Regions from separate parts of the Mus musculus genome. Here region 2 is linked to region 1. Evidence: chromatin contacts called from public Hi-C data. All regions are on one chromosome and are shown on one strand. The core of a region is the stretch at or near the end of the contact, and the rest is flanking DNA. Distances in the headings are between cores, read along the strand shown.

Region 1 (3,305 bases), core at 556-3,055:
CTGGGGCAAAGCTGCTTGCTTACACAATATGGAGTAACTCAGCAGAACTGGCTGGCTGGGATCCCCATTCTTGTCTACTTTTCTTAGGAGCAGAATTGTCTACTGATGAGCAACATAGCTAAAATATGGGCTCAAGTGTGTGTGTGCGCACACTTGATGAAGACTGGAGGCAGGAAGGCAGGTGTGCTGGTTTACAGCACAGAATTAGTGTTCTGCCTCATAACCTAGTGATCTCCAGAGGTAGGGAAAATGACACCCCCCCCCCCCGTTCCAGTCTCGCGCCTAAAGGGTGTCCAGGTTTCCTCCCCGCTGTGTTGTTTCTCCTGCGGAGATATACAGAGGTGCCAACTCTCCCCAGGTAGGGCTCCAATAGCCCAAAGAATCAATCCCATCATGTGCAGCTTTGGTCGACAATGCATCTATTGGGATTGTTAACTGGACTGCAAGTGATACAGGCACTGCACCACCCAGCATGGGTGATGACTCAGGAAAGAAAACTGCATCACTGACTGCAGTCAGGTTGTCAGCCTCCCTCCCCCTCCCCCAAAGCTACTGTTTACAGTTTATAAGCACTACAGGAGAGGGACCTCATGACACTCCCACTACACTCACCTTCCAAGGGTGTGCTATGGGCCCTGAGCTCTCCAGCCAGCGATCAGTTGCCCTCATATGAGAGAGAGCATGGACCCAACCGAGGGGAAACAGCAGCAACATCCCCTATCAATAGTCATCTACCAACTCCTTTGAGGACCTGAATTAGATCCCCAGAATCCACCTTAAAAAGGGAAAGTGGGGGGGGGGCGGTACACAGTCCTGGAGGAATGACACTTGAGGTTGTCCATTTGTTTACACAAGCACTCAATCACAGACTCGCACACATGCCAACAACAACAAAACCTAATAAAAATAAAAAGAGGAGGGAAGGTTGGAAAGAGTGGGCTCTCAGAGGGTACGATGGAACAAGCTTGTAATCCCAGCATTTGCCAAAAGAAGGTAGGAAAAAGCCAACATGGGTCGCGTGATCCTGTCTCAAACCACAAGGTCAACGGCCTGGTGCAGTGGCACACACTAGAAATCTTAGCACTTGGAAAGCGGAAGCAGGTGGATCCGAGGTTGAAGGCTGGCTTAGGCCACACACACACACACACACACACACACACACACACACACACACACACACACAGAGGGAGAGAGAAAGAGAGAGGGAGAGAGAGAGAGTTAGTTAGTTAGTTAGTTAGTTAGTTAGTTAGTTAGTTCAAGGCCAATTTGCATGAGAAAACAGGAAAATGAGCCTATGGGTGAATGTCCTGGTGTGTGTGTGTGTGTCCTGGTGTGTGTGTGTGTGTGTGTGTGTGTGTGTGTGTGTGTGTGTGTGTGTGTGTGTGTGTGTGTGTGTGTGTGTGTGTAGGCCCTGGGCCCACCTAACCCCGGAGAAGGCTAGTCTGTTCGGGCGTTTCCACTCTGCGAGGAGGAGCACCCTTGGGTGGAACCCGGAAAGTGAATCAGCAGTTGGCAGTGCCTGACAGGGCAGGGCAGAACCACCGCCCTGGGGTCTGGAAGGACCGGGAGCAGAGCAGACTCCAGGCAGTGCGCACACAGGGCAGGACAGAACCACCGCCCTGGAGTCTGGAAGGACCGGGAGCACAGCAGACACAGGGCAGGGAGCATCCCGAGCCAAGCCAACTCCGAGCTGGGTGCGCTAGGAGCGGAGCAGACTGGGGCGGGGTGCGCTCCGAGCGGAGCAGACTCTGGGCGGGGCGCACGGGCGCGGAACAGACTAAAGGGGTAGGGAGCATCTTGAGTGGAGCAGACTCGGGGCGGAGCGCACTTGCTGCACAGCAGCTCGGGGCGTGATCAGGGCGGGACCCGGCCGGCGGCAAGGCGGAAGGACTTTTTGGACTTTGAGCCTCCGGTTCTCACCTATAAGATCCTGAACCCCCCTGGCCCGGCACGTCCGAGATTGCAGAATGGAGGCCGGACTGCTATGGTTCTGCAACTGGAGCACGCTGGGCGTCTGCGCCGCACTCAAGCTGCCGCAGATTTACGCGCAGCTGGCGGCGCGCAGCGCGCGGGGCATCAGCCTCCCTAGTTTACTTTTGGAGCTGGCGGGGTAAGGTCCCGGGAGGCCTGCGAGGAATTGGGAGTCCGGGAAACCAAGGGTTAACTCGGGGGCTCGGGGCTAGGAGGTGCTTACCCGGGGCGCTCCCACCCACCTCCCCTGCTTCTTCCCAAATTCCACGATTTGCCTGAGCATGCCCATTTTACAAATTCAGCGAAGATGGGGAACTTGAGTAGACGTTTGAAAATTGAGCTGGGGTCCAACGGGTAGGGATGGCCTGTGACTGCTGCAGGAGCCAAGTTCTCAATAGCCTTGGCTATGTAGTAGAGTAAGGGGCAAAGTTGTAAAACTTTGGTTGGAAAAAGCAAACGGAAAACACACCCCTAAGTCCTGTGATCTTGCACCAGGCTGAGCCCTCTCGGTTTGACACTAGCCTCACCCCACGGTCACCCATTGGTCCTGTGTCCATTCAGTGGGGCGCGCCCATCTATAGAGTTGGGGAAGGGGTGCGGTGCTTCAAGGTGTACCTTTCCAGGGACGCTTGATGGTAGGCGGGGCTCTGAAGGGTCTCTGGCCCGTAAGGCTGCACAGTACAAGAGTATGTGAATTTCAGAGAAGGGAGAAGGCTGTCAGGGTGAGAGGTAAGGCAACAGACAGACTGGAGGATGCAAAAGTGACAGTCTGGCTGTGGCAGAGGATGCGGGTGTGAAGTCAGGAGAGCTATTTGACCTCTGGTTTGCTAAATTCTTCATAGGCATCTGAAGCTGAGGCTTCAGGATGCAGGACTGAATAGAAAGCTCAGGGATGCCTACAGAGTGCCAGCCCAACGTCTCCTATTCTGCTTGTAGCTAACTCTTTGCTGCCTGGCTTTAAATTCGTAAACTCAACCAGAGATGGTCTCAAATCCAACAGCTGACTCCAGTAGAAAACAGCTCTGGCCATGGAATGTTCCCCGGGATCTGGAAGGGTCTTGCAGTAGGTCGTGCTGTAAATAGCAGGCTCTTTCTGGAACTCCCAAAGGCCTCCCTTTCTCCCTTTGAGGCAGTAGGTGGGCTTAGCAGGGTTAAGACCAGTTCTGTGGCCAGAAGGCACGAATATGATCCACCATTGAAATCTACTAGTTATTTATCCCTACTTCCGCCAGACTACAATGGTTCCTAGTTCCTGAGAACTTTCTGAAGGTCCTTCTGGGGCCCCTACAGGCAAATCCTCAAGCAGCTTTATTGGTAAAGTTGTTTTAATCCAG
Region 2 (3,305 bases), core at 482-2,981, 34 kb before region 1:
CTGCAGGGGGTGCTGTCCATCCACAGAGCACAGGGCTGGTAGTTGAAGTCTCAGGGTACTCCAGATCTCTGCCTGTCACACGGGTGTTTCAGGACCACCCTTCCGGTGTGCTTTCTGTTAAAGATGGTCTTGAATGGCAGAGAGAATTCTTCAGCTCTCTCTAAACTGGGGTTTTAAAAAGCTCTTAGTGTGAACAATCTTCTTAGGTGAGTTGGGATAAGTCACCTCATGCCTGTGAGATCAACACTGCACCTCTCCAGTTGCTAATTGTGGCCACTGTGCCTTCAGTGAGGCTACAGCCTGTTTTACAACTCTTGTAGTCACTGAGGCCTGAGAACGCGGTGTTACAACAAGCTGGTGCCTGGGAACACGGAAGGCAGAAGAGCCGGGTATCTCCTCTTTGACTCTCCTGGGCTCCATGCTGGGGATTCCCCCAGATTGCCTATCTGTCACCTCAAATCCCCATGTATCCCCCAGAAGAGATACACAGAGTCCTATCACCCCTTGGGCAGAAGAGCTCAGGACCATGTGGCCTGTTCTCTTTCAGACATGCCAGTTTCTCCAGTTATGTTATCAAGAAAGCACAAAATCCTCAGGCTGGCTAGCTACCCCAAGGGCAGAGCAGGACAATGCTTTGAGATTGTCCCCAGCACTGAGTTAAAGGAGGTAGCAGGTCAAAGCATCACACGTCTAGATGTGAATTTGGAAGACAGTACGAAAAGGTACTTTCTGACATCACCAGGAACAACAGATATGCGAATGCTAATTATTTATTAAATGAATAGATTCACCCGGACCATGGGTGCCAGGGGACGACGCCAGCCTCTCTTACAATTGGGAGTATTCACTGGGCTCTAGGAAGTAAGCTCAGCCCTGGGCTATCTAATGGCATAGCCGCTCCATTTGAATCCCACCTACACCAAGGATCTTAAGACAATGCCTGTCCCTCACAGGTTAACCCCCAAGGACCATTCCCTTCGCAGCAACTTAACATGCAACCAGAGGCCCGGAATTAAAATGTCTCTCGTTTTCTTTAGCCACATGGAAACGCTAATTATAGCATTCAGTCTCCAATGCATATTTATTTTGTTCATTGCTAGCCTCAGCTTGTAATGAGGAGTTGGTGCATCCAAGTTTTCTCCAGCATATTCTGGGTCTGCAGGTGACTGAGGAAATGAAGGGTGTCCTCTGTTTCTATAATTATGTCATCGTGTTACAGTTAATGTGCATAGCCAGGACCATGGGAGACACGCAGAATGTACCGGGCCAGTCCACACCCTACAGGGAAGGTTCTTGCACAAAAGCACAGAAAGGGAGCAGCCAGCCCCTAGCCAGGTGTTGACCCTAGAGGAGCCGTTTCACTGCGGCCAGGGGACTCAAGGTACCTCTTTTGTGAGCTGGTTATCAGTCCTCCCAGCTGGACCGTACATACTTGCCAATGAGTGAAGTGTTCAGGGCAGACAAATGAGAGAATGAAAACCACCTTGGTTGACTTCGGGGCTGTCATTCCTAACAGCCCATCGCTTACAATGTAAGAGGACCCAGGGTGCTCACATCCCCGGTGGAGAGACCAAGGATTTGAATCTCTGCACCTTCCGTCTGAGGTCCAGCTGGAGCGTCTGAGGCGAGCCAGTCTGTCTGCCTTTCTGCCAAGTGCCGTGTGATCATGCTCACTGTCTGCTCTGCGGCTGCTGTGTGGTTATGTAGAGATGCAGTCCACATGGTTCTGCTGAGGGCCCCACAGACAGTGTGCTTCCGGTTTCTACCACACCCTCTCTGTTCTTCACTCAGCCAATCAGATATAGGGTCTTCTTAAAGCCACAAATAGCAACAATGGGTCTGTTTGGCCTTTTCTGCTGCTTCAAAGTACAAAGAGGCCCGCTTGCTACTGACTTCACAAATGGGCTTCATTTCTTCTCGGTGGACACTTATCGTCCCTCAACTAATGCTTGGTCGGTAATGGCGATAGCTTCATTTGTGCAGAGCCCCAATATATATATATATTATACACACACACACACACACACACACACACACACACACACAAGGCACAGAGAGGATCTGTAGCCTATGTATGAACTCAGGAATAGATTGCTGGTGCTCAGGATTCAATCACTGCTCAATAGCGCCACCTGCTGGGAAGGAAGTCCTCAACGCAAGAGTTTTTTTTGTTGTTAGAAGAGACTTTAAGATGAGAGAGAAAACTGAAGTTATTTGGAGTATCACAAAAATATCCAGAATAGCGTTTCTCAATATGCTTCCCAAGGCTCCCGTAGGTGCCGTGTTGGTGTGTCTAGAATTTTCTAGGAGAGAGTCAAAGCGTGTTTCCCTTTGACGCTAGAGAAAGAGTCAGCCTCTTGGTGACCCAGTGACCAGAGGATGACTTTCATTTTCAGGCCTGTGCTTCTGGGGTGAACTCCCTGGCACCAGTGGTAGATGAACAGATAACAGGCTATGTCCTCAAGGGACTCCTGGGGATGCAGAATGGGCCAGAGGAAACACAGCCTTAAAGAGTGAAAGATTAGGAGGGGTACCCTCGATAGCAGAAGAAAGGTCATGAGCCTTCCGGTCACATGGGTGGTATGGGAAGAAGGGTAGAGAGGCAGGCAGTACATGCAGGGAGCAATGGCAACCACATCCTTTGTGGTCCACGAAGTTTAGAAAGTTGAAAGCTGAGGCAAGAACCTGTCCTGATTCTTATTTGAGACTCTTGGAAAAGGGCGTCTGCCCTTCCCACCCCATCTCCATAGCCTGGCTCTCCATCACCATTAGGACCATGGTGCTTGGGAAACACACTGGGTCAGTGACTGGTCCTTAGAACCCGATGTGCTCCACAGGACATGGAGGTGTCCCTAGGTGGAGCCAGGAACAAGGAGCAGTGGAAAGCTTAACATGGGCACCTTTTCCAATAGCACTACCCATGAGGTCTGTCGAGCTAGGGACCAATGCAAGTGCCACCCATAGATCAGGACATCTACAGCAGCCAGGACACTGGCCAAAATGGACGGCAGGGTTCTCCAAACCACACATGACAAAGGTTACAACTTCTACCACAAACTCCAGACGCCTGAGGCAGAAAGGAGGAGACCTAACCTCTCAGCCTCTAGCACCTAGGACCATCAAGGACTTGGAGACCAGGGTTCTTCCCCCTGCCAATCTCCAGGTATGCAGGAGAACAGGGAATCTGTACCTTACACAACACCACCAAGAGACTATGTCATCCAAGGTAAGCCTGGCAGTGTGCTTCTCTAACTCCAACACTCAGAGGCAGAGATAAGTGGGTGTCTATGAATTGTCTCCATAGG

Evidence for each region. A called contact is a pair of places that touch in the nucleus more often than the background predicts.
Region 2: a Hi-C map of the G1E-ER4 cell line shows a contact between it and region 1, with 1.9 times the contacts expected there. The contact joins the enhancer-like site here to the promoter of Pqlc3 in region 1. A contact is called at or near these places in 3 of 39 promoter capture datasets (the 3T3-L1 cell line, 3T3-L1-derived adipocytes and pre-B cells) and 3 of 484 Hi-C or Micro-C datasets (the G1E-ER4 cell line and pre-pro-B cells).

Annotation. Positions count from the first base shown.
Region 1 is chr12:16,998,618-17,001,922 of GRCm38.p6, reverse strand. It overlaps Pqlc3 (PQ loop repeat containing), which reads left to right and starts at 1,805. Exons shown (of 7, transcript NM_172574.2): 1 at 1,805-2,110. The coding sequence starts at 1,968.
Region 2 is chr12:17,032,082-17,035,386 of GRCm38.p6, reverse strand. No RefSeq gene overlaps it. Among named protein-coding and RNA genes, the nearest start is that of 2410004P03Rik, 22 kb to the right of the region's middle. Within about 2 kb of position 1,731, at least 77 of the 459 cell types and tissues checked have an H3K27ac peak or open chromatin away from gene starts, as enhancers often do. A contact at or near this core is called in the G1E-ER4 cell line, where this site is marked.